Linked DNA regions of Rattus norvegicus: region 1 is linked to region 2. Evidence: chromatin contacts called from public Hi-C data. All regions are on one chromosome and are shown on one strand. The core of a region is the stretch at or near the end of the contact, and the rest is flanking DNA. Distances in the headings are between cores, read along the strand shown.

What was found. A called contact is a pair of places that touch in the nucleus more often than the background predicts.
Region 1: a contact with region 2 is called in a Hi-C map of prefrontal cortex, with 2.6 times the contacts expected there. The contact joins the enhancer-like site here to the promoter of Rasgef1a in region 2. A contact is called at or near these places in 2 of 12 Hi-C or Micro-C datasets (frontal cortex and prefrontal cortex).

What each region holds. Positions count from the first base shown.
Region 1 is chr4:152,917,805-152,924,071 of GRCr8, forward strand. The region is part of intron 1 of Rasgef1a (RasGEF domain family, member 1A); the gene reads left to right. Among named protein-coding and RNA genes, the nearest start is that of Csgalnact2, 60 kb to the right of the region's middle. Within about 2 kb of position 1,592, at least 17 of the 93 cell types and tissues checked have an H3K27ac peak or open chromatin away from gene starts, as enhancers often do.
Region 2 is chr4:152,856,516-152,862,962 of GRCr8, forward strand. Rasgef1a (RasGEF domain family, member 1A) reads left to right here and starts at 3,385. Exons shown (of 13, transcript XM_006237211.5): 1 at 3,385-3,518. LOC134486839 (a long non-coding RNA gene) reads right to left here. Exons shown (of 2, transcript XR_010066262.1): 2 at 4,312-6,444.

The DNA.
Region 1 (6,267 bases), core at 342-2,841, 59 kb after region 2:
GGAGGTAGGCATAGCATCTCTTCTTTTAGCTCTGGCTGTTCTGGGTTTACTATGGAACCCAGGCTGACCTTCAACTCATAGAGATCTGCCTTCAGAGCAGTGGGATCAAAGGCATACACCACCTGTCTGGCTTTGAGTGGTTTAAGTATGGTACAAAATTCTCTGATTCTCGAAGGCATAAAATAATTCATTTTAGGAGCCCTCTTGGCCTGCTTTTGTGTCCTCCCAAGCTTCAGGTGGCCGCCAACTTCCTTAATGTGCGTTGTGCTTACTGGTCTACTCAAGTTCTAAACACGGTTAGTCTGTTCTGATTATTTGTATTTTTGAGGAAGATGCCAGTTCAAAGGGCTTCCAGATCATGTAAAACTTTCCAGAGTAGAGGTTCGTAAAAAGCTTCCCCCTCATTTTACGTTCCTTTTGTTGCTTAGATGGATGGTCTTTCTCTCCCTGTCTCTGACTCTCAGTGGAAACCAGGGCCTTGTACATGTTAGGCCTGTACTGACCACTGAGCCATGCTTCCACCCCAGTCCCGGGAAAGTTGGTTTGTTTGGTGTTTTTGTGACTTAAGTCTCACTGTGTGGCCCAGGCTGACCTGGAACTTCTGATCCTCCTGCCTCAGTCTCCCAAGTGCTGGAATTAAAGATGTGAACCGCTGTGCCCCATTGCAAGATGTTAACTTTTTAGTTGTGTTTCTAAGAGGCAGCTCTTGAATTTAAGGAGTTCTTCTGCCTCCACTAAATCTATTTACCTCCCGGCAAGTCCTTCCCCTGTTTCCACTGCCATAATTTTGTTTTATTCAGAACTTTTGTGAGGGCTACCCTCCTCCACCTGGTTTGGTCTCTCAAGATCTAGCTACTCTCTTCAGCTTTCACCCCAGGCTGCCCCAACCTTCCCAAGAGTCCTCTACTGTTGGCTATGTGAGGGATCCCTGAGGATGGTGTCTCCACTCAAAGGTCTTAAACACCCTGAGAATCACCTATCGGCTGTAAGTCCTGGGATGATGGCTTCAGTCCCTTGGACATTTGTAGTTTTTCCTGGAAGACAAGATGTAGGAACGTGAGTTGCCCTAGGGAAGGACAGGGGTGGCCATGTCACTGGCCCTGGATGAACCTCCAGGGCCTGGGCACACAGGAATGCTGCCCTGTATGCAGCATGGGGAGACTTGGCCGTGTGTCCTGTCCTGCCTCCGAGTCTGCAGCCACTGGACAAGGGCCCAGCAGAGAGGTGGGCACCCCTCCACCACCCTTCCCACTCACTGACTCACAGAAGGCTCCCTGTTTCAAGCCATATGGGTCTCAGGGATGTGTCTCTGGACATCTGCCAAGATGAAAATCCAAGCAAGTGGAATGATTTGTTTTTAAACACAAAGAAGAAAAAAAATCTTTGCTCGGTCTAATTAAGTGTCATTTAAATTAAAAGGACCCCCGTTCCTTGTCTAAATTCAGCATCCACAGGCAGCCATGGAGGGTGGCTGACAGCTCTGAGAAGTGCCTGCCTTCCTCCTCCCTCCCATCCATCCTTCTGGTCTACCCTCCTTAGGGCCCTCGCCTCTGACCCCACCAGCTTGTTGCCTCTGTCATGCCATGAGCCTTGCGCAGGGCTATGGCTGGGGCCAAGCTGTCAGTAGTGTGCTCAGGTCTCTTCCTGTTGGATCCGGGCAAGAGTCCTGGCTGCAGCACTAGGCTCTGACTGGCAACAGAGCCTCCTATTCCAGTGTTCTTCGGGGACACTGTTTGGGAAAGAGGACCCCACGAGGGTGGCTTCCCACGGCACTTCTCCTCCCTCCTCCATAGCTCCCTGGAAAACTCCTAGGAAGAGGATGGCCGTTTGCTAAGATTCCCTATTTGCCTGTTGTCCATGTCTGTGGCCAGCTGGGCTCCAGAAATACGAGATCCAGAAGCCAAACTGCACGCAAGGGAGGCGGTTAATTCCTACAGAGTCAGCATCAGAGGAGATGACAGCATAGGCCAAGAGCTGCAACTTTCCAAGCCCCGGGTTGGTGGGAGGCAAGCTTGCAGCTACCCCGCTGCTGGGAAAGGCCAGGGATTCTCTGAAATCCTACCTGCTCCCAGCCCACGGCTCTCGGACTTTGAGAATGGGGTAGTTATTGGTGGACAATGACATACTGTCCCCCGAGCAGCCACCAGAAGAAGCTGCTGGACAAGAAGGAGCAGTGAGGGAGGGAAGAGGATGGGGAATGCTCAGACGTAGCAGGATCTGTAGCTAGGAGTGTGGAGATGGCAGCATTCCTCCGTTAATTCATAGTAAATATGGTAATAGAGAGGATTTCAGAAGGAAAACACGAGCCATGCGCCTGCAACAAAGCTTCAATTATCCGTGTTGTGCTCAGGCCCTGCCTTTGTGGAGAAGTACCAGAGGAGGTGCTGTGGCTGGCTCTCTGGTTCCCATGGCAGCCGCCTCCTTGTGGGATCCCAGCCCGCTACCCTATGCCAGGCCCTGGCCCATTCTAAGAGCAAGGCAAACTCGATCCTTCTTTAAGAGAAGATACGTGTGTGTGTGTGTGTGTGTGTGTGTGTGTGTGTGTGTGTGTGTGTGTATGTGGTGTGTGTGTATGTGGTGTTGTGTTTGTGTGTGTGCGTACATGTGTGTGTATGTGTGTGTGCATATGTGTGTGTGTGTGGTATGTGTGGGTTGTGTGTGTATGTGGTGTGCGTGTGCGTGGTGTGGTGTTTGTGTTTGTGTGTGTGTGGTGTGGTGTTTGTGTGTGTCTATGTGGTGTGTGTGTATGTGGTGTATGTGTGCATGTGTGTGTGAATGTGTGAGTGTCTGTGTGTGTGTGTATGTGTGACACGTGCCACAGCATGGATCACAGATAACAGCAAGGGTCCTCTATTTCCACCATGTGGGTTCTGGTGCTCAAACTCAGGTAGACCTTTGGTCTTGGTACAAGTGCCTTTACGTAGGAGCCATCTTACCAGCCCCAAATGTGGCCTTCCTTTATGGCATTGTAACTATGGCTTCTTGAGGTTAACCTTATGTGGGAGTTAATGTGTGACCCATTGACCTCCAGCTATCTCATGGCCACTGGGCTTGGTGTTCCCATAGCTCAGCCACTGGATTAGGGGCCAGTACTCCCAAGAACTTGCTTGCTGTAGAAAGCACAGGAGGGTGACAACTAGAGTGGCCTCTGAGCAGAAGGAAGCTTGCTATTTCTACACCCCTAATAAAAAGACAGGAGGCAAGTGGTCACCCTGGGCCACAGCCGCTCTGAGCCTCCATGCCTGAGATAGGACTGAATAGCAGGCCAAAGGAATCCATCTGCCAGGAGTCAGAGGCAGCCTCTGTCTTTCCCTCTGTGCCATGGGCCAACTGGCTGCCTTACAAGGTGTTAACAGGGGGCCCAGAGGCCTGGCCGGGGAAAGGCCAGTACCAGCTCCCAGTCTCTGTCCTGCCCTTGTCAAAGCAGCCAGGTGCATCCCAAGCCTCGAGCCTTGAAGCTTCACTTTGCTGTCATGTGTTACGGGGAGAGGTGCTTCATCTCAACAGAATGATGTAGTTGCTTTCTGGCCAGCTCAGGCCTAGGCTATGCTTGTGGCTGGACCTTGCCTACCGGCTGTGTGTGGATCCAGAGGATGGGATCACAACAGGAGCTCAAGGGAGGAGCTCGAGAGATGTCTCCGCTTAGCCTGGAAGGCCATTTATCTGATCGTGTAGAGGACCTGGGTTTGAGGGAGTCTGGATAGAGCCTGTGCTGACTCTCAGACAGTAGCTTACCTGTAGCTCAGGTCATGGGCCAAACCCCCGGGGGGGGGGACTGGGCCATGGGCTCCCCAAGTATCTCCTGCTTCAAGTGGATATGGGAAATGAGAACTGCAGATAGAAGGGCAGGGGGATTGATGCTAAAGTTTTTGTTAGCATAGGGCAGAAGAGAGCCTGTTAACTGCATGGAAGCCTTGTTTTTCCTCAGCAGATTCCTGACTGGCCCTCAGTACAAATGATACTCCAGATCCTGAGGGAGTAGTAGTGACAAAAGGGTACAGTGAGGTGATGTGGAAGTGCCTGTCCTGAGGGGACTTTGGCTGGAGAGGTGTGAAGTTCATTTGTGTCCCCTGTTGGTCCCAAGTGAGGGCCTAGTAGTTTCCAAACCAGGAGATGCTTGGCTCTCGGGCCTCTCCTTTCAAGGCTGAGTGGCTGAGCCTGTGGAGAGGTGTGCCCTGACTCACCTAACACACCAAGTCTTCTAATTGCACCTTCCCAGTGCCCGCTCCGATTCCTAGTTACAATTTAGAACTGCTGTATTCGAGAGTGTGGTGGCCCTGCCAGTGATCTGATGGCAACCTTCTGGAGATGTGACAGAGAGGCCCAAAGCCTCTGAGGTAAATTCTCTGGCCCACTGAAGCCTTACTGAAGGGTTTGTACCGGCTCCAGGAAGCTGGCTGTGTACTTAGGGGGCATCCATTAATGAACAAGGAGTGAACGCCCTGGCATCTCTCTCCTTGCCCCAGCTCAGTGCTAATGTTTTCTGGAAAGAGTGATTAGAAGCCATTTTGTAGGGTCCCTGGCAGAGTTGGGCTCATGTGCCCTCCACCTGAGTCCAAGCAGCCAGCACAGCCCTGACTGCGACCTCTGATCTGCCCTTTTGGTTTTGTGCCCTTGAGGGTAGGGGCACAGGGCTGGGTCCCAGCTCCATCCTGGATCACCCCCGCCCAGCCAGCAGTGGAGAGACAGGCAGGATGTGTAATTTTCAGTTGCTAATTGTGATGTCCTGCAGCTTGCCGAGCTAAAAATAGCCTCAGTTTTTGTTGAGTTAAAAAATAGAAGCCTGGTGCTGCCTCAGAAAGCAGACCCCTCCCCAAGCTGGCGGAGGCGGGGAGGGGGTGAGGGGAGCCGGCTGATGGCCCCCTCCACCTTCTGGCAGCACCCTGGGTATTTATGCAAAGTACACCCTCAGGGCCATTTTTGTCCTAGTTTTTCAGAAATCCTGGTTGCTTTGCCTGGGGCCTTAAGGACAACCCTCTGGGAGCCTCAGAGCCCCTGAAACCATGTGCAGAACACTGAAGGAACACTACCTTCATCCACCTGTCCATCTGGGCGGAGGGTCGGCCCTCCTCTCTCCCTCACAGCCTTCCTTCGTGCTCCTGAGGAGATGGTGAGGGGTTGTGGGGGAAGGCGAGCCCAGGCTTACCCGCACATCACTGCCAGCCTGAGCAGTTGGATGCAGGTCCCGAGGGCCAGGGCTTGCTGTCCTTATCTGAGAAAGGAGCATCCTTCTGTGCTATAGGAGAGTCCGTTTTATGTGAGTCCAGTTACTTTGACGCCCAGCCCATGGCTTCCTCTGATTTCTAGTAATAGGATTTAAAAATTCAACCAGGTTGGCTGAGAGCTACTTCGACATTTCTTAGAAATTTCTAGAACCACAGACTCGAATCTGGGAAGGGCCCTGGAATTCCGAATGCCCTTGGCGATCCCCCCTGTGGCAGTTCTTTCCTTCAGAGTTGTAGAGAGGATGCCCGACTCTTGCTTACCAGCTCTAGGTAAAACTGGTTCCTTCTTAGGCCATTGCCCTACTCTGCTGGGATGGGGTTGGCTGTGTTTAAGGGCAGCCCTCTGGGACATCCACAGTTCTCCCCCTAGTGTCTCTGGGATGGAGAGTTGCACTTTATAAAAGATACTTGGGGGGTTGGGGATTTAGCTCAGCGGTAGAGCACTTGCCTAGGGAGCGCAAGGCCCTGGGTTCGGTCCCCAGCTCCGAAAAAAAAAGAAAAAAAAAAGATACTTGGGGTGAGGTGTACTGGGAAGACTGCTGACCCTTACCTCTTCTTGGGAAGGAACCTGCTAGAGAAAGTCGGTGTTAGAAGCAGGCAGCTGGGTTTCAGAAGTTCCAGGATCCAGAGCTGTCCTTTGGAACAGGCTGCACTGCCCCTCTCTATACCCCCTGCTGTTCCCATCTCCTGAAGGAAAATGCTCTGGTCCCAGCTAATCATTTAGAGCTTCACTCTGCTTACCCCATTCCCAAACTTGCTGTCTAGAGCCTCTGAGGTATCAAGTTAAAGACTGACGGGATAAAAATAAGGGCGTGTTTCCTGAGAATATCCCCAAAGCATGCATACAGTCACAGGGTGGGGTGCAGACTCCGGGACAGGAGTGAGGGGAGCAGCCTGCAGTGACTTGACTCTGTCCTGAAGTCAGCAACTCTGCTTCCCCTGGGTCCCACTAGGCTGATTGTTAGCAGCCAGGGGCTAAGTCTTTAATGAGACCTCTGGAGGCCAAACCACACCCAGGCTTCCCCACTCTACCTAGCTCTTG
Region 2 (6,447 bases), core at 2,135-4,634:
ATTGTGTCCACATGGTTCACAGCCATACGTTCAGAGAAACACTCATCAGACACGTACAATAGAAATAAACCTTTAAAAAATATATTTAAAACCTATAGACAGTATCTGAAAAAAGATATGGCCAGATGTTTGCATTGGAAAGGATTTCAATTATTTTATAATCATTAAAAATAGTTTTTTTAAAAATAAATTTACACAAATCAAAATGTGTTTTATTTTGTTTTGGTGTATGGGATCATGTGATCAGCACTGAAACAAGGAGGCAGCTACAGTTTGTCACCTAAAGGTTTCTGGCACGCTAGTCAAGCTTTTCCTTGCCACCAAGCCGGGAAACCAACGACCAGTCTTCATCGCTACTGTCTTCTCTTTTCTAGGACACCACGTAAGAAGAGTTGGGCAGATGAATCTGAGCTTGGCGTCTCCTGAGTAACGCAGCCAAGAACCAGTCAAGTTGTGTTCAATACGAGCTCTCTTCTCTTTCACTGTTGGGATGCATTCTGTTGTCAGCTGCACTGCCTGTCTTTAATCCATCTATCTGCTGTAGAATTTGGGGGTTGTTTCTGGTCCGCGGCCACAGTAGAAATTTTTAGAAAGCCCTTTTCAGGAACCGATAGAATACAAGATCTGATCCAGTTAACAATTTAGAAAGTTTAGACTTCTTTAGCCAGCCCCACCCAGTTGGTGTATGTGTGGATTAGTCATGCTTTGCAAGGGCATGCAGGGCATTTCCTAAAAATAGAATACATCCTAAGCTGTAAATAACATAAGAACAAGCCAGGCACGGTGGAGCATGCCTGTTAATCTCAGCACCTGGGCGCTGAGGCAGTTGGGATGAAAGTCCCCCCTCACCCTGGGCTGCATAGAGCCTGTGACCATAATACCAACTACTCTGAGAATTAGGGGATGGTCTGCTTGACCTCGGAGTTCTGGATCATCCACAGCAGCATAGCAAGATCCCTTATCTTAGAAAGAGATCGGCAGATTGGTGATGCAACTCAGTGATACAATGCTTGTTTACGGTGTGTGAGAGGCTCTGGGTTTAACACACATGCGTGCGCGCGCGCGCGCGCGCGCACGCACTCACACACACACACACACACACACACACACACACACACACACACCCTGGTGATCTGTCATTGAAGTGCTCCCCACAATTAACAGGGAAACCCACAGCTAGACAGTGTGTAGAGAGAGGGAGGCTTTGGGATCACTCCGTCCTAAATGGGATGTCTTCAAAGCATCCCATCTGCCACGGATCAGGGATCTACGCGGAAGGGGAGGCAGAAGGATTCTAAGAGCCGGAAGTGGTGGAGGACTCCAAGGAAACAGTCTTCAGAATGGAGCAGCAACCACAGGATGGACACCAGTGCCCACCAATGAGAAGGGCGAAAGGATGTACAGTCCTACCCCTAGCCAAGATTGTGTTTGCAATGGACACCTACTAGGAACAGAAAATCAGCTTTCTTCCGTGGAGTGCTGGATCACCCACACTCCAGGGCAGGCCTCATGCTCCGGAGCAGCTGGCTCCCTTTTTTTGGGGGGGGCTTTTTGTCTTGTTATTTTATTTGCTTGCTTCCCCCCCCCTTTTAGAAAGAGAATGTACACGAAGTAGGTAGGATAGGGAGGTGGGGGAGAATCTGCAAAGGGTTGTGGGAAGGGAACCATGATAAAAATATATTGCAAGAAAATTTTAAATAATAATAAAAAAACACAAGCTGAATGTGCATTAAAGATGGGGGAGAGGGGACAAAAAACAAAACGAGAAAGAAGCAAAGGGGAGAAATCTTTTCAGAATGCAAATTCAGGGGCAAATGCCTATTAACGTAGTCACTGAATTGCTGTATTCTTTTAAAGCATCTATTGGACACACATTTGCTTTTGTTTATATGTTATACTTCCAAATGTTTTAAAGTTCACAGCAAATGAACAAACAAATAGTGGGAATGATGGGAAGAGATATAAATTAAAATTAGCCATAGTGAAGGTGGGCCGTTTGGCATGTTATACTTCGAATTCTCCTCCTCCCCCACCTTCTCCTCATCTTCTCCTCCTCCCCCACCTTCTCCTCCTCTTCTTGTCCCTCCTCCTCACCATCACCATGACCACCACCATCAGAGAGCTAACTCCTATGAGGCTTACTCACCACCACTGAGCTATCTCTTCAGTCTTGATCTCCATTATGGTAATGTCTCACATTTTCCGTAAAATACTTTTTTAAAAAACTGAGGTCATGGCATTATTGTGTAAAACCCTCCTGCTCCTCGGTTCTGTGTTAAAAACACAATGGGTTAGTGGCGACCAGGTCAGCTGCTCGGTCACTTGGCACATCCTGGGCTCTCTTCTCCACCACACCCACTCTGGCCTCCTTGGATCCTGGACCCCAGGACTTTTGCATTTGGTCTTCCCTGGGCCTGCGCTCTTCTGAGTCAGCATGGCTTGACTCCGACAGGTCTTTGTTCAAACGCCCTTTCATCGAAAGACTCCCTGGACCACCCCAAATAGATCCTCCAACTTGACTGCAACCACATTTCCTATCTGGATTTTGTTGCTATTCTTTCTTCCGGGGATCAGTGGTACCCAATGCTTGAATGGTTCTCAGACACCCCCCAACCCCAACCCCCCCCCCCCGTCTAGTCTACTTGCTATGACAATGTCAACTTCAGTGAGGCAGGGGCCGTCACATTTGTATTCTGTGACCAGATCAATGATAACATCTAGCATATAGTAGCTGTTCCAGAAACTCGCTGAATGAGTGAAAGGGGTCTTCGGTCTCTTCAAGATGTGTGGGGCCCCTCGCGATCTTCCGTACAGACCCTGCAACCTGTGGGCTTGCTGTGTTCTTCTGCTTGTTTGGATCTGGCTGCCTGCCCTGGACATTCTGGATCTTAAGGCCATCTTCTCAGAAGGTTCCACTAGAAGCCAGAATGCTCAGATCTTTCTCGTGGTTCTGGACAAATGGGAGCCATAGAATCTCTGAAGGTGACTTTGGAGCCTTGACCTGTCACTCACCGGCTCTGAGATCACGCAGGTTCATTTCACCTTCCTAGCATCAGTTTTTTTCATCTGCCCAGAGGGAACCCAAAGCCTACCAATCCCGCAGGGTGACTGGAAGAAGGGAGCACTTTCCCTTGCCAGGTACCACTGATAAACATGTTCGCAGCTCTCCTAGAGTCGCCAAATGGGTTTTAATGAGGCAGCCACATCATCTTTGGGGCTGTTGGCTGCCATATCCATTTTCAGAGAAAGCCTGGCCCGCCCTCTCCCGCGGCACCTTCGCCCCGCACCCTCCTCTGCTCGCCCCGCGCCCTCCCGCTCGCTCCCCGCGCTCGTGCTCCCGGGCGCCGGCTGCGGAGGGAACTGCTCTGCCCGCAGCTGGCGCAGCGCGGGGGCGGCCGCGGGTGGGCGGGAGCCGCGGGCCGGGGCGCCGAGCATGAGCCGCCGGCGCCGGCCGCGCGCTGCTCGGGGCCGGGCTGCGGCGCGAGGGCGGCGCGGGAGCGACGCTGGCGCGGACCGAGGTAGGCAGCGGCAGCCCCGCGCGCCCCTCGGCTCCTCCGGCGGGCCGTCCCCTCGGGTCGTCAGCGCGGGCGGGCGTGGGTCCGGGGATGGGCGCCGGGTAGGGCGACGTGGAGCCCCGCGTGGAGTTCCTGGAACTCCGCCCCGGGCTGGACGGCGGGACCCCTGCGCCTCCTGCACCTGCGGCGCACGGGGCGGCCGGGACGAGCATGGTGGGAGCGCACCGGGTGGCAGGCGTGGGCACCACTGGCAAGTCCACTGCCCAGGGCCTGGCGTGGGGGAGGGGGCCGGGGATCCGAGGAGCTCAGGGCTGCGCAGTTGGAAGTTTCCATTTGCTCTTGTGCGTTCTGGGTCTAGGGTGGTATCTCACGCCTTTGCTCTTTGGCAAGGAATTGGGACATAAGCACTGCATTTGAAGGTAGAGAGCCAGGGGGCATGGTGAGGTGCGTCCCTCCTCTGTCCCGTGGGCCGGGGTCATTTGAAGGACCGTTTGGGAGTGCACACTTTTGACAGGTACAGCTGGCTAGCTGTAGTCAGAATAAGCCTGTGTGTGTGTGTGTGTGTGTGTGTGTGTGTGTGTGTGTGTGTGTGTGTGTGTGTGTGTCCCCGTCCATCCTGCGGCCTGCTGACTGGGGAGGGACTGTGCTGATGGGTCCCTGATCTCTCCATCTCTAGCTACCTCTGAGAGATGCAGCTAGTGGATATTGACGGAACCCGCCTCTCAGAAGCTGCCTGGGGGTTGAGACTTGAGGTGATCAGGTTCCCTCTTTTCCTATTCAGGACATCGAACCTCCATTTATGTTCACATCACCTGCTTTTATTAGCTGTATCCCACTGTAGGACAAGGGAAAGACTCAGATGGCCTCCTGCTCTGGGTTTAGATCGGCACTCAGGGGCCTTCATTTCCCAGGGCTCTCCCATTTTCTTCTTGATTTGGTCTTGTCCACTTCAGCCTCTGTGGGCAAGAACCTTCTCTGCTGGGGCTTGGGCTCTCCAGAGCAAAACAGCACCCCTTATCCTGGTGGAGAGTTGGGAGACTTGTGAGCCATGGGCGGGCTGCAGGCCCCTCCGAGACCTGGCTTCAACAGAATCATACCATGGTTCTTAACACTCCTGGGGATTTCCATGCTGGCCTTCATGTACCACTTTAGGGCCATAGTACCTTAGCCCAGGAAGGAGCTCCAGGGTAGGAGGACATCAGGGACTCCAAGTTGTGTGGTCTGGGGACAGAAAAGTGAGTTCCCTGCCTGGCCAGCATTTCTTTTTTCTTTTTTTCTTCTATGGCTTTGGACTGTAATGGTCCAGCAACCCTTTGGGTGGTCATCAGCTTGAAGTGTGTGTGTGTGTGTGTGTGTGTGTGTGTGTGTGTGTGTGTGTGTGTATGTGTGTGTTTTCCTGGGCCCATAGCCTCTGCTTCTGAGAAGAGAGTAACAGATTGCATGATAAGGTGTGGAAGCTGTGTTCTCTTGCTCGTGTCCCCTGGGCTTTGGGAGCCCAAGCAGATGTTCTCAGACAGGGGTGCCAGTGTCCTGGTCCAAAAACCATCCAGGAGTTTGCTGTTTTGTTTTGTTTTGTTTTTCTGAGGTGTGTCTTCCTGCTGCCAGTGGATAGCTGTCTTTTACCTGGCAAATCATAGCAATGGAACCGTTCATACAGAACACATCGGGTTTTGGTGTAACTTAGCAACTGCAGACAGAGGAGGAAGGAGAGGAGAGGGAGGAAGAGAGTCGAAAGAGGAGGGAAGATGCTGGGCCCTACAGAGGCCTCGTTGAGGGGTTAAAGTCTCTCCCCCAGTACACAGGTGAGGAGCAGGCTTGCCTACGTGGTTGCTGGGTCCTGGAGAGGCAAGTAGAATTTGGAATATGCTGGAGTGGTCTGTTTCTTCATCCAGTAGAACTACTTCAAAGGGGCCTGCGGTGAACAGCTTAGTTGGCTGAATTTACATGTAGTCACGTCTTCCCTCCTTGGTGAGGACCACTCCACACTGGCTTGGGGCTTTGGCTAGTGTTGTCCAGGCAGCCGACAGGGCCTTGGAACGGTCTTAGAACTGCTGTCTCCCAGAAGCTACATCACAAAATAGGTCGAGAGAGAATGCCATGCCAAGGCAGGGGGTGGTGAGCTCCTCCCTGCTATGGAGGGTCTCAGTAGACAGTGATGCCCATGTCTGCCTGGCTCTATGCCATAGGTGAGGCCCTGCTGGGAAGAGACCTGGTCAAGGCATCTCTGGACTCTGCCAGGTCTCTACCTTCTGCTCTCGGATGGGACTCCTCCCTCCCTCCTTCCTGCTTCTCCTTCTGAGGCCATCTGCTCCAGCTATGGTCTGCTCTGGCTGTTTTTCTCTCAGAGCTTCCAGAATCTGCCTTGTGTGATTTCCGCCCACTCCAGGCTGCCTCCCAGGTTTCTTTGCTCTAGCTTGCCCACTTCCCTCCTGCCTGTGAGTGTGCACTTAGCAAGGAAGTGATGTGCTGAGGAAGGGAGGAGGCAGGGGTACTGTGGGGCATCTTGAAGGTGATGACTCTGGGGGAATGGCCCTGGTACCCTGGCCCTTTGGGGTCCCCTTTGGGGACACATGAGCCATTTCACTTTGGTGATCTGCCTTTCTCACATCTTTCTGGCCTAGAGATTGGGGCTGTTGATCCATTTGAGAGTTAGACACAAGGGATTTCCTGGCCCAGTTCAGAGTGGGCAAGCTGTTAACGAGTCCATCGGAACAATGTTGTTGGGTTGGGGTCACCAGGAGGGTTCCATACAGCAATCCTAGGACACAGTTGGGAAAGGGTGGCTGGCATCAGCAGGGCCATGGTGTGACTAGAACATGGCAGGGCAGGCAGAGTCCAAAGGGCCAGGATGTTGCAGCTCAGATCTGGAAAGTGCCTTGTGTTCTGGGAGAGCTGGCAAGTGGCTGCCTTAAGTACCATTCAGTGTTACCTG